Regions from separate parts of the Pan troglodytes genome. Here all the other regions are linked to region 3. Evidence: chromatin contacts called from public HiChIP or PLAC-seq data. All regions are on one chromosome and are shown on one strand. The core of a region is the stretch at or near the end of the contact, and the rest is flanking DNA. Distances in the headings are between cores, read along the strand shown.

Region 1 (2,700 bases), core at 197-2,696, 240 kb after region 3:
CTTAAGGGTTTGAGCGCTGGAGTGTCCTGATCGGGTTTGGGCGTTTTCACAGATGAAGCTCCCTTGATCAAGAGTGGCAAAGGGACAGAGCAACAAGTTGTTGCAGTAATCTGGGGATAAAGGAAGGTGATCTGGACTAGGCTGGTAGAAATAGGGGACTAAGACAGGCTGTTTTTGGGATGCCTATTTAGGATTGGGTGCTTGCTTGAATGAAGATTGATTAGCTGTTTTAAATACCTCTCACAGGATAAAAGAAATTGATTTTTTTTTTTTTTTTTGAGACAGAGTCTTGCTCTGTCGCCCAGGCTGGAGTGCAGTGGCGCAATCTCGGCTCACTGCAACCTCTGCCTCCCGGGTTCAAGCGATTCTCCTGCCTCAGCCTCCTGCATAGCTGGGACTACAGGCCCGGCTACTTTTCTCATTTTTAGTAGACACAGGGTTTCACTGTGTTGGCCAGGCTGGTCTCGAACTCCTGACCTCGTGATCTGCCCGCCTCGGCCTACCAAAGTGCTCGGATTACACGCATGAGCCACCACGCCCGGCCTGAAATTTTTTTTTTTTTAAAGAAATGAGTAAGTTTTTTAATAGTTTTTAAAGCGCTACCTAGGTTTAGCTGGGATAACGCATAATTTCATTCTTCTTTTACTTACTAATAACCATTTTAAAAATTGCAAGATCCTATCAATTTGTCTGATTTACTGATTCCCCTATCCCAAAGTGGAGCGCAAAATTTTTATTTTTTCAACATAAAAGTTAGTTTAAAATACTTTTTCTGAAGAAAAAAAGAAAGAAATCCGCATTCCCCACAGTCACTGGACAGGAATCTCGGCGTGGAGACACCCGTTCAATTTCCAAGGGTCTACCTTCCCCTACCTGGGTTCCCGCCGCTCCTCAGCGCCCAGACGCACCTCCTAGTCCCGCCCCCATGCTTCTTCCAGCCTTCCTCCTTCTTCTCCCACTGCCTCCGCCCATTCCCTCGCCCACCCGGGAAGCTCCGCCCCCTCCAGCTCCGCAACCCAACTCCTTCTGTCCTGCTGTCGCTTTCCTCTTTCCCGCCCCCATGGCTGCCTTCGATTGGCTAAACCTGCTGGGCCGCGGCGGGGATGCGGCGCAGCCGCATTCTGATTGGCTAGACTTAGGCCTGGACCCTAGTGATTGGCTGATGAGAGGAGCCAGCAAGTGTGGCTGAGCTCCGGGGTGTGTGGACGCCGCTTTGTTGCCTGAGGGGGGTGGCGGTGGAAGTTAAGGGAGTCAGGGGCTATCGCTCCTCGAGACTTGCAGTCGCGGCCACTGCAGTCATTCGCCAGTTAGCCCTTAGGGTAGGAGTCGCGCCGGCAGCAGCCATGAGCGGCGGCGTGTACGGGGGAGGTGAGTGAGTGCGGCCGGACGAGAGAGCGCGCCTTTTCGGCGTGTGGGGTTTGTAACCGCCGCTCCCAGCCCTCCCCTCCCCGGCGTTCCCTTCCGGTCTCCCCCTCTCGGGACCCCGGCCTCCCCGCCCCGTCCCCGCCCCACGCTCTGCCCGCCCCCGGAGCCCACCCGGCTCGCCGTGCTCCTCGGGCGCCCTGAAGTGGCGGCTCTCTGTGGCCTCTTCCTGCCTCTGTCCCCGGAGGAGCAGGGTTTTGGGGTGCGCGCTCGGTTCTCTAGGGAGCCTCGGGGCTGGGCGGGAGGCTCAGTCTAGCCGGCCGCCGGGCCCCGGCTTGGGTGACCGCCCCAGGGTCGCATCTCCCCGAGTGCCTCCTGGACTCAGCTGTGTCGGGACGCGTGTGCGCGCGCCTAAACTTGGAAGGTCCCGGCGGTTTGCAAGCGTGGACGGAGGGTTCCCAGAGTGTCCCATAGGTGGCAAAGCGAGCCTCAAGCCGTAGAACTGACTAGGGAAGCGGCGGCCACTTAGGGTACTGCCTCCTCCCCGTCTGCGCCCCATGCGCGAGCTGCCTCACCTTTCAGTAACTCCTGCCGGTTTGTTGGCTGCGGAGTCTCCAGAGTGACTCGTGGGCGGGTCTGTTTGAGATCAATTCAGGAGCACGTGTAATTTAAGGATGCCCAGAAAGTTTGCTGGGGGTCCTAGGCGTGTTATTTTTTCACTTTCTTTGATTAGACTGTGGTGTGGTAGAAACATTACCAGGTGCCGGGGGTTACAGACCTGGGTTGAAATATCCACCTCACTCTTTATTAAGCGCTTTGGTCTTGGGCAGTTTATGTAACTTTCCAACTTCAGGCCTCATTTATGGAATAATTCCTAGCCGATGGGGGTGGGCATGAAGGTTAAATGAAATAATGCTGCATTTGCCACTTAAAGTCTGGCCCATGGACCAGCAGTGTCAGCATCACCTGCAAGCCTGTTAGAAATGCAGGATCTCACGCGTCATTCAAAATCTACTGATTTAGAGCCTCCATTTTTGCAAGATCTGCAGGTTAATTGAAACACTGATACATATAATTCATGTGTTGGGTTGTGTTTGATGAGTTAGAGACCCAGAACACAAATCCAGACTATTGCTATTGTTACTATGTCTAATAGTGATGCTGTTTCTATAAAGGATGTCATTTTACAGGTAGGAAACAACAAAAATAAGATTTTTCCTTCATGTCCCCCAAGAAAATCACATCACCCCTAAACTTGGAAGGAGAAAAACATTAAAGTCCTCAAAAAAAAAAAAAGCCTTTTTAGTAGAGTAGAGGTTCGATTCTTGAGGATTTTTA
Region 2 (2,906 bases), core at 290-2,789, 170 kb before region 3:
TTCTAAAACTGTTGAAGAACATTGCTTCGAGAAAAACATTTAGAAACACAAACCCCTGGAATGTGAGATGAAAACCCGAGCTAAAGGGAGAAAAAGGACGAAAGAAAGAAAACACAGAAAAGAAAAAAATACAGTCAAGTGAAACTACGACCACAAAGAGGAACAGATCCATCTCATTTACCATTGGGGTATGGACGGACGTGCGGTGTTCGAGAAGACTGTTGTTATTGGTCAGAGTTTTGCTCTAGAGGACAAGTAGGACTGTAACATCTCTAGGATGGGTCACTTCCCAAGCCCTCTATTACTTAAAAATTCAAGGAGGAACCGATGCTGGAGTACTTGTATCTCAGACTTCTAATCACTGCTCCTACGCTTTTCCAATATTACAACAAAAGACCAGTAGGGGGAGAAAAACGCACAGTACCGAACCTTTATCAGTAGTAATCTCAAAAGTCAACAGATTGATTTACTCTCAAGCAAACAGACTTCTAAGGTACGCAGCACCAAGACACTACCTTGAATCAAATCTATAGACTATATGACATTTCTGAAGTCTCTGTTGGCATTACGCGAAAAATCCCCCACGTCTTCTGAATAGTTAGAATTGAATCCTACAAGCTGCTTCGAATCAGAATTCGATTTAAAAAAAAATGAGGGCATAGCAAAAGGTCTCCACGAAGTGAGTCAAAGGACTGCAGAGGGCTGTGACAGTGCATTCCGCCTTCGGGATGGTATACAACTTAAACCGTGTCGGCAGAAGAACGCACAGCAACGCTTTGTAAAAAGCATTCTTTCTATTATAGAATCCATAACCACGCTGGTTAGCCACTGACAGCGGCGGTTAGCCACCGCACCTCCTCTCACCCCCGAACTAATCTCGTTTCCTCTATGGGTGTAAAAGTGAAATAACCCACTTGCTCCCAATATTCCTTTCTATATCTCTACCCCAGCTCGCCTGCTGCTCGTAGAAACAAATATACTACATGTACGCTGTCCTAGGATGACACAACACCCTCACTACTGCAGAAGACGGATCATTAAACAAACGTCAGAAGAGCAGCCCCAACTGTACATAAACTTCGGGCGGAAAAGCAAGACGCAGGCGCAGTAGCACATATTGTTACCCTATTTGCCCACTCCCTGCTCCTCCTCGCCTCAATTTCACTTCCGCTTCTTTGCGCATCTGCTTCCGGGGGATTGTAGGCTCTGCCCCTCCTCAGCTCTTACCCTCCTCTGCCGGAGGAGGGGGGGGGGCGAGGGGGTGGGGAAGAGTTCGTTGTTTGTTTACACGATGTGAGCGGAAAAAGAGACCAATAAAGTTTATTCTGGAAACAAAAGGAAAAAAAACAGGGGCGACGGAGAAAGGAGTCGGGGGCGGGGGCGTGTGGCGGGGGCTAGCGAGGAGAAGGAGCGAGAAGTAGAAAGCGGCAGTTCCGGTGCCGCCGCTGCGGCCGCTGAGGTGTCGGGCTGCTGCTGCCGCGGCCGCTGGGACTGGGGCTGGGGCCGCCGGCGAGGCAGGGCTCGGGCCCGGCCGGGCAGCTCCGGAGCGGCGGGGGAGAGGGGCCGGGAGGCGGGGGCCGTGCCGCCCGCTCTCCTCTCCCTCGGCGCCGCCGCCGCCGCCCGCGGGGCTGGCACCCGATGCGGTTAGAGCCGCGGAGCCTGGAAGAGCCCCGAGCGTGAGTAGAGCGCGGACTGGCCGGGAGCGGGTGCGGTGGGAATGGGGACCGGGTGGGTGCCGGAGACTCCCGGGCGCGCCCGCCGTGTTGGGCGGGGGCTACGGGCTGGTCGTCTCCCAGCGTCGGCCCGCGGCGGAGTTCGCCTGCGATCGCCGCTCCCTCTCCCTCGCCTGCCTCTGGCCTCTCCCAGCTGCAGAGGCGAGGGCTCGCCGCTCCCTCTCCTTTCTCTCTGGCTGCCGCCTCGCTCTTCCTTTGCTTCTACTCCCAGTTTTGGGGACGGGGCGGCTGGAGGTTGAGGAAGTGCGCCCAGGGCCGCCGCCCCGGCCGCGGTGGCTCCGTCTCCCGCGCCCTGCACGCCCACCCAGCCCGCGGGTGGAGGGGCTGCCGCGAGGACCGCGGCTCAAGGGACGCGGGCGCGAAACCGCGAGCTTTTCCTGAGGGGCTGTCACGCCCGAGGACTCCGGCCCCGCCAGCCTGGCGGCCCTGCGTTTGCCTCTTACTGGGTTTAAATCGCCCGGCAGGGGTATGGAAGGAACACCGCTCCCCTCACCCCCGCCAGCTCCCCTCCCACCCTTCCTTTCGAGGTTGTTTTTTCCTTTTAGCTGAGACAAACGCTTAGATCTTTCATTCATAGACCTGAGACACTGACTCATGTGACTTGTCTCTTTACTAAGTGTATTATGTGATGCCTGTTCCATGGCTCCTAAGTGGCTCGGAAAGGTAGGGTAGGGCCCGGGATTGGGCTATGTAAACACCAGACGTTCAGCCGGCGTGTTTTTGACCTCGGCTCGAGGGGGTTATTTTAGGATGCTAAAGGAATAGTGATGGTGGCCAACCATGTTACCAGACTTGGGAATCGAAAGCTATTTTTTTTATGTCAATAATTGAGACTGTTTACATGGTTAAATAAAGGATAGGGTAAAGGGAGCGCAACAAGAGGGGCTTTCTAGAAAACAGTCTGCATATTCTTTAATGAATTAGAGTTGTGATTTCATCTTGGTGAAGCTTCCTCATTCCAGCACTGCGCCTTTGTGCACATGCAGGACCTGGGTTTTCGGAACGATGTTTTGAATCATAGTTTGTGTGGCCGGGGAGAACCCCTTAGAATACTTGGGTAGGTAAATTCCAGGTTATCTCAGGGGATTATTTCTACTGCGACTTTTGAACCACTGAGGGCAATATTGGTCATATGTTATCCTGCTTAGAAATTGAATTTTTCTGAGTATTTGC
Region 3 (2,700 bases), core at 170-2,669:
TGGTAAGGCAAAATGGTAAGATGGTGGCATGACACCCCCTTGTGGTTTCCACCTATTCCCGGTTCTGTGCTAGATACTAACTATTCTAGGATTTTAAAATGTCTCTACATTTCTTCGAACTTTAATTCGGGCCATACTAGCATTCGTGAGCATTTATTTGAGCTGAGTACGCACATAAAACTTAGGAGGTCATAAAAACTGAGCCTCACAAACAAGTAGTGTCTCTTTCAAATATAGCTTTATCTCCTGGGGGATGGTGAAGGGATCAGAGTAAAGTCTGTGATTATTACTTTCCAGCGATTGATTGGTTGATTGGCATGTGGTTGTCAGAAAAAGCAGTGGACGTGAACAAAGAGACATCATTGCAGCCCTAACTATCCGAGTGACCTTGGGTACCTGATAATCCACATGGCTCTCAGTCATCCTCTTAACCGTTTGAACCTCAGGGGTTTAGGCTACCAAAATGAATTAAGACCCAGTCTTTAGCTTCTCACACATTTACTTTTCCATTTTGTAAAATGTGACTAAAAACCTCAACTCATTGTCAAAAGGACTGAATTAAACATATCACCACACTTGCACAGAGATCATTTATGGAACCATGTTCACAAATTTATTTATGCTCGTGTAATTTAATCATTTCTACAGCTGCTCAAAGAAAGTCAAAGTCGAGAAAGGACTTAAATCGTCGAGTCCAGTCCCCCTTAACTCCTCATTCATTCCACTATTTCTCGAGCCAAGGAATCGGGTGAAACTCAACAACGACTCGCAGTCTTCAGGTTTCACCCTCTTGCCCTGAGGGCAGCATCCTAGCCCTGGGTGGTTCTCTGGTGTGGCCTCAGTAAAACCGTGACGAGGTCCTCGGCCTCTCTGTCCCCAACAGGCGGCTGGCACACTTCGGGGTCTGAGATGCCATCTGCCTTGCCTAACCTGGGCAAGACCACTCGCGTCCTTTCCTTTGAGGAGCAGCGTGGGAAAGGTGCCGCTGCGCGCCACGTTTCTCCCGGTTCCCCAGGGCTTGAAGGGGCGGTAGAGGCGGGCGGGATAAATTCGCTGGCCGCCTGGCGTGGAGTAATCCTAGAGGGTGGGATCGCCCTCGGGGCTCGGGAGGGGCTCTTCCCCGCCCAGAAGGAGACTGCGGCGGCGCAAGGCCTCCGGCAGGGGGCGCGGGCCGCTGGGCCTCCCCCGGGGCTGCGGGCCGGTGGTCCCTCCCAGGCCGCGTGTGCGGTGCGTTCGCGCAGCCCGCTCCCTGCCCCCACCTCACCTCGTCACCTCCCCGCCCTCTCGGCGGGCCCCTGAGGTGCGCGGCGCAGGCGCGGAGCGAGGCGGCCAGGGCAGTGCGGCCGCGGAGCCTAGGCCAGGGGCCTGGCGCTCAGGGCGTGGGGCGCGCGGGGAGGGAGAGGGGTCGGCCCAGCACAGCGTCCGGGAGCGCTAGGGCCGGAGCAGCGCTGCCCGCCGCCGTGCGTCCGCGGGAAGGACCGCGCGGCCCCTCCGCCTGCGCTCTCGGCCGCCGCCGCCTCTGCGTGGGCCGGCCGGGAGGGCCTCGGGGGACTGACTGGTGAGTGTGAGGGAGGAGCGGGTGGGTCGGGCGCTGGACTGCTCCAGGGGACGCGGGCGTGCGGGCGCATCTTCTAACGGGAGAGGGCGGGAGAGACCGGAGCTCCCTTTATACGGAAACTCTGCCTTCGTTATATGGCGGGATGGCGTTCCCCTCCCCCATCCCGAAAGCAGTTCCACCCCCTGCGCAGGACGCCTTGGCCGGGCTCCCCTCGGCCCCCTGCTGCCGTTGTCTTTACGGAACCTTTGGTGTCGGGGCTTGGAAGTCTCCTTGGCGCCGGCTTCTGGGCCCGGGCGAGGCTGGTGCGTGGCGCCGGGGTGGAGGCGGCTAAGTCCCGGGGACTTCTGCCCTGCGCCTCCGACGGGCATTTGTCTGGCTGCGTCCGGGCTCGGGACGATCCTGGGTCCTCGCTGGCGCTGCGGCCCTGCCCGGCGGCTTCGTGACCTCCGGCGGCGAATCCCCGGGCTCGCGCAACGAGTTGTAGCCGCGGAGAGCAGGCGTCGATGCTGGCGCCCAAAGCCTCCAGCCTGAGAGTCGCCTCACTCGTGACGGTGCTTAGAAACCCTTTTTTTTTGGTTTTGTCTTTAAGTACTGTCTAGGGAAACGAATCATTTGAAGCAGTTTATACCTTTTTTTTTTTTTTTTTCGAAGAGAAAGATTTATGCCGGACTGAAAAATAGCGAATCAAGTATTTAGTGACCGTGTGATATTGCAGTAAAGACTGCCTCCAGGTTGGACATGTAGTGGATTCTAGTTCAGGCTCTCCTGCAACATGTTTTGTTTCAATTCTTTTACAATTTAAAGCATATGCTTATTTTAATGAGAACGAAAAAGAAAGCTTAACTCTTTTTAAACTCGTTAAAAATGGAGTTATTTACTGTAAAGACGTCTTATAGCAATTAGGAAGAATATACATTGCATGAAAGGCCTTTTGAAACGTTTATCTATTTGATGATTGCTGACTGCCTGTTGTATGTATTGTATTTTGTGCATAGACTTTCTTGTTGGTTGAAAAAAATGACAGGTGGAAAGATGTTGGTTTCTAGGTGATAGAAAAATTTTTTTAACATTTTTCTGATTTTTCTGCAGTGACACGTTTTACATATGTCGTTTGTATTTCAGAGGGAGGGGGGACTGTGATA
Region 4 (2,795 bases), core at 108-2,607, 240 kb before region 3:
AAAGAGAATAGAATCAAGGAACAGGTTAGCAGCACCTCAGCAAACTAGGTAAGTCCGTAATTGGGAATTCTGGAAATGAGGGAAAGGCAGCGAGCATTACTCAGAGGTCATCAGAACGCAGCAAGAAGGAATGAGAGGGAGAAAAGTAAAAATAATAATAATAATAATCACTTGAGGCAAGGTGTATCCTATAAAGAAGGCTCAAAAGAACGCAGAAAACTGGGGAAGAGGCCTTGGTGAATTGGCGAATGTTTTTCAGTCTCCGCTGTGACGGTTCCTAATCCTAGAGAACTGTTTACAGATTTGAATCAAAGCTACAGACAGTTCATTGTCGCCCACATCCACCTTACATTCCTAAGATGTGCATGCATACACACGAACCCACACACGCACCTCAACCCGGTATGGATGCCATCACGAAGGATGGAATCCCCCGACTCCCACGGGGCGGGGGCAACTGAGAGGGCCAAGGCAGCTGCACGCACAGATGATCCACCTGGTCCACGTGAAATGCCTGAAACGAGCAAACTGATAAATAGAAGCAGCGCAAGCCCTGTCACGTGGAGGGCAGATGGAAAGAGCATCGGAAAGGAACCGCTAGTCCCCGGCGCTCCAGGGGCTCGTCCTGAAAGCTCCGCGGCTCCCAATCACCCGCACTTACCGGAACCCCCGGGACGCGCCGGCAGTCTCCGCGCCGCGTCCGCCCGGGACGCCCGCGACGCCCGCCCTGCGCGCCCGGCTCGGCCCAGCTCGACCCAGCCTCTTCTCGGAGCAACTTTCTCCGCCGGCCGCCGCCGAGCCCCCTCTGCAGCCGAAGGCTGACTGTCAAAAGTCAGTCCAACCCGACCCACAGGGAAACAGCTGCAGGAAGTGACTGCGGAACCGGGAGGCGGTGGAGGAGGAGACTGAGGGCGCCGGCTCGGCGTCGCCACTGCGCATGTGCCTGGCGGAGCAGGCCCGGCAGCGGTGGCAGCGGTAGCAGTGGCGGCTCCCGCATCCCCGGCGGGCGGCGCGTGGGTCAGGTGCCCTGGCCGCGAGCGCAGGGGCGCGGGGTTAGGCCGGCGTGGGGAACAAAGGCACGAGTGAGAGGCGGGAGGGTCCCGCCGCCAATCTCAGCAGACAGCCCCGAAGAGCTGTTCAGCAGATGCCCTGGAAAGTTAATCCTTGGTAGAAGCCTGGGCAGAGCTTTTGCAACTTTCATCTCCAGTCATTGGGATCCAAACATTGTTCATTCTGTTCCTCCCTTAGCCTGCTGGTTGGTGGTTAAGGCGGCTGAGTGGATCCTTTAAACTGCTGCAACAGAACCTTTAAACTGCTGCTCTCCCCACTTCCGCCCCAGGATGGAGGAAGAAGAGCGTGGCTGCCTGCCCAGTAGCGGCCTCCCTCACACAAAACGCCCCCACCCACCCACACACACACCTTCCCTCCCCTACACGAAAGTGAGCAGGAGATAGAGGAGACTTTCTCCTGACCCCCAGAGGCTCACCTGCAAGACAGGAAGGACCAGGAAAAGAGTGGCCAACGCTAGGATGTCACATCCTTCATAACCAACCTGGACATCTTCAATGTTAACACTGAGTGATGAGTTGAGGAAATTCCGGCTCTAAACTTATAGCGTAAATTAACTCGTATGAAGATCTGCTGGGGTATTATTTTTGTGTGTGGCAAACGATAACAAATATACTACTTTAAGAGTACAGGCCGGGCGCGGTGGCTCACGCCTGTAATCCCAACACTTTGGGAGGCCGAGGCGGGTGGATCACGGGGTCAGGAGATCGAGACCATCCTGGCTAACACGGTGAAACCCAATCTCTACTAAAAATACAAAAATATTAGCCAGGCGTGGTGGCGGGCGCCTGTAGTCCCAGCTACTCCGGAGGCTGAGGCAGGAGAATGGCGTGAACCCGGGAGGCGGAGCTTGCAGTGAGCCGAGATCGCGCCGCTGCACTCCAGCCTGGGTGACAGAGCGAGACTCCGTCTCAAAAAAAAAAAAAAGTACAGTTCAGTGGCATTAAGTACATTTGCATTATTGTGTGGTTATTTTTTAAAACACGAATTAAAATGCCAAGGAGATCTAAGTATAGTAAGATGTGCCCTATTAGTAGGGAAACAACTGCAGGAAATCAAGGCTGTTTCTTTGGCTGAAAAATGCACCAATCCAATACCAACAACAACAAACCATAAAAGACTTCATAAGTACAATGAATATGAAGTACAAACATATACACACAGTGTACACCAGCCATTTGGGGAGAGTAATCCATCACCTGAATTGTTTTTCCAGCTGTATAGGTACATTTACTTTATGTGTCACTATTTTAAAGGGCTATATTGTTTCTAAAATAATAAATGCTGCTAAAATCCACTCTCCAGCCCCTTTTCTATATGGTCTTTAGCCAGTCTTAGAACTTCACAGTCCACACTCCTTATCTAGGACCACAACTAGGCCTTGCGGAGCCTTTCCAATCTGACCTTCCACCAGTCTCCCCTCATCATTTCACTCACACCCCCATCCATGCCCCTTCATTTCCTGCCTCTGTAATTTAGCTCTGTCTGCATCTTGAATACAAAATGCTTTCTCTCCCCTCCCCTTGAATTGTCAAATCCTACCTGTCCTTCCAGGCCTCTTCTTTCATGAGCTCCCACAGCACTTTTCTCCGCACACCTTGATGACACACTATTTGTTGTCCCACATTATAATTACTTAAGAGATATTTCCTCTGTCCTGTAAATACCTTGAGTCCAGGAAGGATAAATGTCTTGGAGTTTTCAAGTTTTATGTTTGATAGTTTGAT

The links. HiChIP or PLAC-seq counts read pairs in DNA pulled down with a chosen protein or histone mark.
Region 1: an H3K4me3 HiChIP or PLAC-seq map of stem cell-derived excitatory neurons shows a contact between it and region 3, with 10 times the contacts expected there. The contact joins the promoter of ACTL6A here to the promoter of ZNF639 in region 3. A contact is called at or near these places in 2 of 7 Hi-C or Micro-C datasets (blood and stem cell-derived neural progenitor cells) and 1 of 1 datasets of contacts at active chromatin or transcription factors (stem cell-derived excitatory neurons).
Region 2: an H3K4me3 HiChIP or PLAC-seq map of stem cell-derived excitatory neurons shows a contact between it and region 3, with 4 times the contacts expected there. The contact joins the promoter of PIK3CA here to the promoter of ZNF639 in region 3. A contact is called at or near these places in 3 of 7 Hi-C or Micro-C datasets (blood, induced pluripotent stem cells and stem cell-derived neural progenitor cells), 1 of 1 datasets of contacts at active chromatin or transcription factors (stem cell-derived excitatory neurons) and 1 of 1 other capture datasets (stem cell-derived neural stem cells).
Region 4: an H3K4me3 HiChIP or PLAC-seq map of stem cell-derived excitatory neurons shows a contact between it and region 3, with 4 times the contacts expected there. The contact joins the promoter of ZMAT3 here to the promoter of ZNF639 in region 3. A contact is called at or near these places in 1 of 7 Hi-C or Micro-C datasets (stem cell-derived neural progenitor cells) and 1 of 1 datasets of contacts at active chromatin or transcription factors (stem cell-derived excitatory neurons).

What each region holds. Positions count from the first base shown.
Region 1 is chr2:182,739,078-182,741,777 of NHGRI_mPanTro3-v2.0_pri, forward strand. ACTL6A (actin like 6A) reads left to right here and starts at 1,447. Exons shown (of 14, transcript NM_001271671.1): 1 at 1,447-1,892. It overlaps LOC134809503 (a long non-coding RNA gene), which reads right to left and starts at 996. Exons shown (of 2, transcript XR_010155386.1): 1 at 874-996.
Region 2 is chr2:182,328,753-182,331,658 of NHGRI_mPanTro3-v2.0_pri, forward strand. PIK3CA (phosphatidylinositol-4,5-bisphosphate 3-kinase catalytic subunit alpha) reads left to right here and starts at 1,540. Exons shown (of 21, transcript XM_024355822.3): 1 at 1,540-1,676.
Region 3 is chr2:182,500,020-182,502,719 of NHGRI_mPanTro3-v2.0_pri, forward strand. ZNF639 (zinc finger protein 639) reads left to right here and starts at 1,420. Exons shown (of 5, transcript XM_016942322.4): 1 at 1,420-1,558.
Region 4 is chr2:182,261,585-182,264,379 of NHGRI_mPanTro3-v2.0_pri, forward strand. It overlaps ZMAT3 (zinc finger matrin-type 3), which reads right to left and starts at 1,358. Exons shown (of 6, transcript XM_009446885.4): 1 at 662-1,358.